Linked DNA regions of Sus scrofa: region 2 is linked to region 1. A link is a contact called in public Hi-C data. All regions are on one chromosome and are shown on one strand. The core of a region is the stretch at or near the end of the contact, and the rest is flanking DNA. Distances in the headings are between cores, read along the strand shown.

Region 1 (2,947 bases), core at 172-2,671:
ACTCATTAATTAGTGTTAGTCCTGGTGACCTTACGCTTGGCAGTTTCAGGCATTTTCTAATTTCTCCCAGATGGACTAAATTGTGGACAGGGAATTTTAGTATGCATAAGAAGAACCTAAACAGTGGGAATTCCTGCAGCGGCGCAGGGGGTTGAGAATTCAACTGCCGTGGCTCAGGTCACTGCAGAGGCGCGGATTTGATCCCCAGCCCCGCACGGGGGTTAAAAGGATCGGGCCTTGCCATAGCTGCGGCAGAGGTGCCACCGCGGAGGGCGCACGACGCCGGGCTCTGCCGTGCCCAGGGCCCTCCGCTGCGTGGGCAGCTGTGCAGCCCGCGCCTCCCTGCCCGTGATGCGCTTAAAAGCAGCGAGGGGTTCCCAGGCTACTCTCCGCCGCAAGAACGCGTCTATCAGAGGGTCTGCTGGCCCGGGAGGCTCCAACATCCTTTTCCTTTTCCCTCCGCGTGTACAGACCTGGGGCCGCAGAGCCTCGCCATCCTGGGGTGGGGTGGGGATGCGGTTCATGACTCCCGGGGACTCAGGCTTGGCAGCTTCTTCTGTTTCCATTCTTGGGAGGAACAAGACACCCCACGTGGAAACAGCCCAGTGTTTTATGAATGGAGGGCCTGAAAAATCATGACATCTGAGGTTCTCTGTCTGGGCACTTACAGGAATCCTGAAGCTGAACTCCAGGGCAAGGTTTCAAAGGAAGCTGCGAAAGAGGCTGCTGGGTGGGCGGAGTGGGGCGCAGCTCTGCAGGCAGCCTGGCTTGGGGGCACTTGGCGGCTCCGAAGTCAGGGGTGGTGGGGCTGGAGGTGCCCTCTGGAAGGGGCTTGGGTCCGGGGGGGGGGGGTCCTCTGGACGTGTCAGGAGACCACTGACAACATCGCATGACCATGGCCGAACCATCTCAAGATTAACCTGCCTTTGGGCGGAAGGGGAAACTTGTGGGTCCCCCGCGGAAACGCTCACAGAAGTCTGTTTGCATAGCTGGAAAAAAGAGCTGTGCTTACAGAGCTGGTCTCCTCTGACATCGTCTCCCCCCACCCGGAGCCCGAGACATACGGAGACATCACCCAGCCCCTGCGGAGTCGTCCCCTGAAAGGTTATCCATTAGCTTCTGCGAGCATGCGACAGTGGCACCTGGCAAGGACAGGTCTTTCTTCCCTTGGCACTGTCTTTTTTGGGGTTAAAACGTCCGGGAGCTGCTTTCAGGTTGCCTGGGATACCAAATGACTTAACAACCCTGACGAGTATAAAACGGTGATAAAAGGAACACGGGCCCCGGATTCGCCCTCGGAGCCGGGCAGGCAGAAGCGTTCATCACGCACAGAGCCCGCCCCGCGCTGGGAGGGAGCCGGTGACAGAGCCAGGCCGGAAGCCGGTGGCCTGAGCGCCGTTGGCCGCTAACGAGGACACGGGATGCCCCGCCTACCGGCCTTGGTAATTTCACGTCCCTCCAAGACCGGGAGAGGTTCCCAGGCAGAGCCTGGCGGCGCCCTCGCTCCGCACACCCGTCCTCGTCCTCATCTCCACGCCTGATTTCACGCAGACTAAAGGGAGCGAGAATCTCAGTTCCAGCAGCAGGAGGCCAGCCACCTTCCTGCCGCGTTCGCGGCTTCCTCCTGTGGCCCCGAGGATGTTTAGCGAGGTGGTCTGTGGCTTCGCTTTCCGTTCGCATCACTCCATGAGCCTCTCATTAATTACAGAATGGAAAGGCCGCCTCTTCCGTGGGAAGATGTGGCCGTGGTCACTCCTTGTTATCACAGTCAGCCTTACTAATGACAGGGTTGGGTCATTGTCTTCCTCCTGGGCTGTGGCTCAGGGCAGAGACACAGAGCCATGGCGCATGTGGCAGGATGTCAGCGGGGGGAGCCAGGGGAAAGACGTATTTATTGTTCTCTTCTTTCAAGTCGTCTGTAGGTTTAAAAGCCTTTCCAAATAAAAGTGTGAGAGTATGTGGTGGAAGCGGGGCCGGGTTGGAGCCTTGGGATAGGATGAGATTTGGGGCTGGGTCGGCCTTGACTCTGACCTTTGTCCCCAGCCCAGGGCTCAACCTTGGCTGCTTAAAGCTTGATACGCTGAGAAAGGCCTGGGAGGAGGGCAGCTTTACAGCAGGAGAGCTCTTGGGGCAAAGGACCCAGGGCCGAGGAAGAGACAGCTGGGGCCCACGCCCTGGCGTGGATGCTCATCAGATTCATTTCCGCTGAGCTACAGCGGGAACTCCAAGAGGTGACTTTTAGAAAGCCCTTCAGCCGCCGCAGGATGGTGGTGGGGTCCCCAGAACAACCAACCCCCAGACGAGAGGGTTGGAACCTTCATCCCCCTGACCCCAAGCCTCCCTGGGGCAGAGCAGCTGGAGGTGAATCGATCACTGAAGGCCAGTGGCTTCGTCACTCGTGCCCACCCAATATGACAGAGCCTCTGTAAAACCCCCAAAGGGTGGCGTTCTGAGAGCTTCCGAGTTGAGGAGCCAGAACGTATCCACGATACGCTGGGCCCCAAACGTCACCGGGCGTGAAGCCTCTCTGTCTGAAACCTCAGCCGTGTATCTCTTCATCTGTCTGGTGACTCTTATCCTTCCCAAGAAGCCAGTGGTCTAGTGCATCAACTCGTCTCCTGAGTCCCGTGAGCCCCCTCAAAGTTGGAATGGACGCAGCGTGGGGGCGGGAGCCTCTGATTTACAGTCAGGTGGTCTGATCCGTGCCTTTGGCTGGCGTCTGAGGTGGGGCATCTTGCGGGGCTGAGCCCTTAACTCTTGGATCTGACGATGCCTCCGGGTAGTTTCAGAACTGGGGTGAATTGTCGGACACTCAGCTGGCGTCAGAGGACCGCTTGGTATTGGGGCGGGGGGAGCCACACACCAGAGCCAGTGTCAGGACCTCACCTCCACAGCCCTGGCGGGTTGCCACCTCCAGGTGCCCGGTTCTGCAGCCCACAGAGCTCAC
Region 2 (2,811 bases), core at 156-2,655, 520 kb before region 1:
TCCGAGGCCCGGAAGACCCCCAGCAATTCCAGTTCACTAGTTTGGCTGGAGCCTTAGAAACACATTAGGAAACAAAGAGAAAGCCATGACAGTTTGACTCAAAGAAGTCGTGCTCCCCAAAGTAATACACTTTTTCAGCTGTTGTTGCTATGACAAATATTGAGGCACTCTTTGAAGGCCTCAAATCCTGAATCTCCAAGACTCGCCCCCCCAAATCCGAAGCACTTGAGACTGTTGTTAAATGAATAAATGAGTTCACACAACCAAACCAAAACACTGGGGGAGAACGAGTGAATCCCTGGGTAGGCTTGGCAGCTTCATCCTCTGGTCCCCACATGGGACTGGCCAACTTTCAAAGATGCAAGGATTTGCTGAAATGATGTTTCTGTGGTTTTCTCAAGGAGGGAATAAAGAGGCAGGAAAAGGCTAGTTTCTGGGAAAGGCCGCTTTGAAGGAGAAAGACTTGGAGGCCCAGGAAACTTCTCTGGGAAAGCGCCTGGAATGTCGTTATTTTATCAAACGAGCCCCCTCCCCACCCTCTCCCCCACCTCCCCTCCCCCTGGTGTTACTAACTTGTACGGATGCCAGCAATTCAGCCCGCCGTCCTGATCCCCATGCTTACTGCTGCATGTTTGTCCTGTGAGGTTTTTTTTACTTCCAAGGATTTTATGTCACTGGCCAGGCCTAAAAGTTCAAAAGAACAAAGACGGTAATTAGTCTGTGGGTTTGGCTGTGTAAACAACTGATTTCTCTAATTCAGGTCAAAAGCTAGACTCGCCAAGGACACACACTTTTACTATGCATTGACATTAGAAAGTTTTGCCTGACGGTTTTGTTTTGGTTTGGTTTTCGGTTTTTTGCAGCTCATCAGACCGGTCTTGTTCTCCGTGGCTCCTGTTTCTTTTGCTTTCTCCGGGCTTCCTTTTTCAGGATTTTTGAGCACCGAAGCGCTGTGGGGCCGGGCTTTACAAGAAGCAGACAGTGTTTGGTGTGGGGGCCTCTCGACAGGCTGGAAACATTTACTTTCCCATCCAGTCTCCCTTCGCTGCCAAGGAATCTGCGCGCCTGGGGGAAATGCTTTCCCTCCTGTGTTTACAAAGCACTAAATTTTCAAAGTCATTAATTCCCTTCCTAAAGAAAGGGCCTAATGGAGTTTTCTAGAGTCACTGCTGAGACAGTGGTTACAACCCTGGAAGATGAGGAGAGCCACAAGGGCCTAAAGGGAAGCAGGAGGAAGAACGCGTTCTCCAGCTTTAAAGGGAAATATTTTGAATACCTCCGTCACTACCTCACGCACTTACTTTATTTTCCTTTCCAGAACATTCAGAAGTGTTGTGCAGTGCAGACCCATCTCTCCTCCCTGCGTGCGTGCGTGCGTGCGTGCGCTCTTCATTCTGAGGGTGCCGGCTAACCTCTTCCCAGCCCCCCCCTGGGGGCAGCTCCAGAGCTGGGGTGCCCAGAGCGCCAGCCAGAAAGGGCCCTGTTTTCCCAGTGCTCGTGTTACTCCTTGGAATCCTGGGTTCCAGGCAGATCCTTAGCCCCTTCAGGGCCAGCAGGCTGCAGGGAGCCGCCCTGCTCTGAGCACGTGCCTGTCCATTCCCGTCCATTCCCGGGTTAGCCCAGGCCGCCCTGTCTGGGCTCTGGGGCAGGAGAGGGACACTCTTCCTAGTAGGGGCACTGACTGCTCCCTGGGCGGAGTGGCATGAACAGTCCTCTCCCTGGGCCTGAACACACCCCCTATAGCTCCACCGTGAGGCTAGGAAGACTCTTCTTGACTCCAGTGTGGAATCTTTTTTTTCTAGAAAGTTCCCTGAGGCTACAGATGTCTTTAAGTATTGATGGGGCCAAAGGAGGCACAGTGGAAGGTGTGTTGGCAGGAAAAGCAGCAGTTCTCAAATGATGGCCCACGGACCTCCCATATCAAAATCACCAGGAAAATGCAGACTCTTCCCCCACCCTCCCCCACCAGCCCCACCACCTAAAAATCAGGATCTGCCCAGGAGTTGGAGGGACGACAGGTCTTTGATACAAGGAAGAGACTTAAAGGGTTTTGGCACCAGCCTCTGGGCCCCCCAGACAGGCTTTGCTCCTGGGCTCCTGCAATGGTCTGAGCAGACTTTCCTTCCAGGTGTAGAAATACTGGGCTCGCTGGGAGGGACACTGCCTGGAGGATGCGGGGGACCCCCAAGGCGTGCCCTCCCAGTGAAGGGCAGCAGCCCATGCCTGACTCCCCTCTGGACTCTGAAATCTTCCGGTGTGCGCTGCTGTTGTTTTTACCTCTGTGCCCCTGGATAGGACTCAAGAGAGGCTTTGAATCCCTCCAGAAAATCCTCAATAGCCTGGATTTTGGCTACCCTGGTGATGGCCTTGGTCCCCCTGGCTGCTTGTTTGGCGCTGGATCTGGCCCTCTCTTCTTTGTATCCCTAGAGAAGCTGCCATGAACTATCTCTGGAGGAAACTTACAGAGACCCCAGGATCTGGGCTGCCTTCAGCAGCAAGAAACCCCTCCCTCTGACTGTCACATGAAGCCATCAAGAGACCCCTTGAGACTCATCTCAAGGAAACTTTCAAAAGGATGCTGGAACATTCGTGTGCCATGCCTGTGGGGGCAAGAAGCCAGGAGCCAAGCCCTGGTTCTGCCTCTCACAGCTCTAGCGCCTTAGGCATGTTACTCCCCTCTCTGAGCCAGGGATTTTCTTATCGGAAAAAGAGAAATAATAATAACAGCAATAAAGATAATACTCCTGCAGCATTGAGCTGAAGCTCATGCCAGGTGCTTGGCTGGTGTTGAAATACGTCTGTGCCTCCCCA

Evidence for each region. A called contact is a pair of places that touch in the nucleus more often than the background predicts.
Region 2: a contact with region 1 is called in a Hi-C map of skeletal muscle, with 6 times the contacts expected there. The contact joins two enhancer-like sites. A contact is called at or near these places in 1 of 5 promoter capture datasets (liver), 20 of 47 Hi-C or Micro-C datasets (alveolar macrophages, brain, embryonic fibroblasts and 13 more) and 1 of 2 datasets of contacts at active chromatin or transcription factors (skeletal muscle).

The regions. Positions count from the first base shown.
Region 1 is chr11:6,946,250-6,949,196 of Sscrofa11.1, reverse strand. The region is part of intron 2 of LOC106505250 (a long non-coding RNA gene); the gene reads left to right. Among named protein-coding and RNA genes, the nearest start is that of KATNAL1, 120 kb to the left of the region's middle. Within about 2 kb of position 1,421, at least 43 of the 83 cell types and tissues checked have an H3K27ac peak or open chromatin away from gene starts, as enhancers often do. A contact at or near this core is called in fetal skeletal muscle, mesenteric adipose tissue, omental adipose tissue and 2 more, where this site is marked.
Region 2 is chr11:7,464,470-7,467,280 of Sscrofa11.1, reverse strand. No RefSeq gene overlaps it. Among named protein-coding and RNA genes, the nearest start is that of ALOX5AP, 54 kb to the right of the region's middle. Within about 2 kb of position 1,405, at least 32 of the 83 cell types and tissues checked have an H3K27ac peak or open chromatin away from gene starts, as enhancers often do. A contact at or near this core is called in fetal skeletal muscle, mesenteric adipose tissue, omental adipose tissue and 2 more, where this site is marked.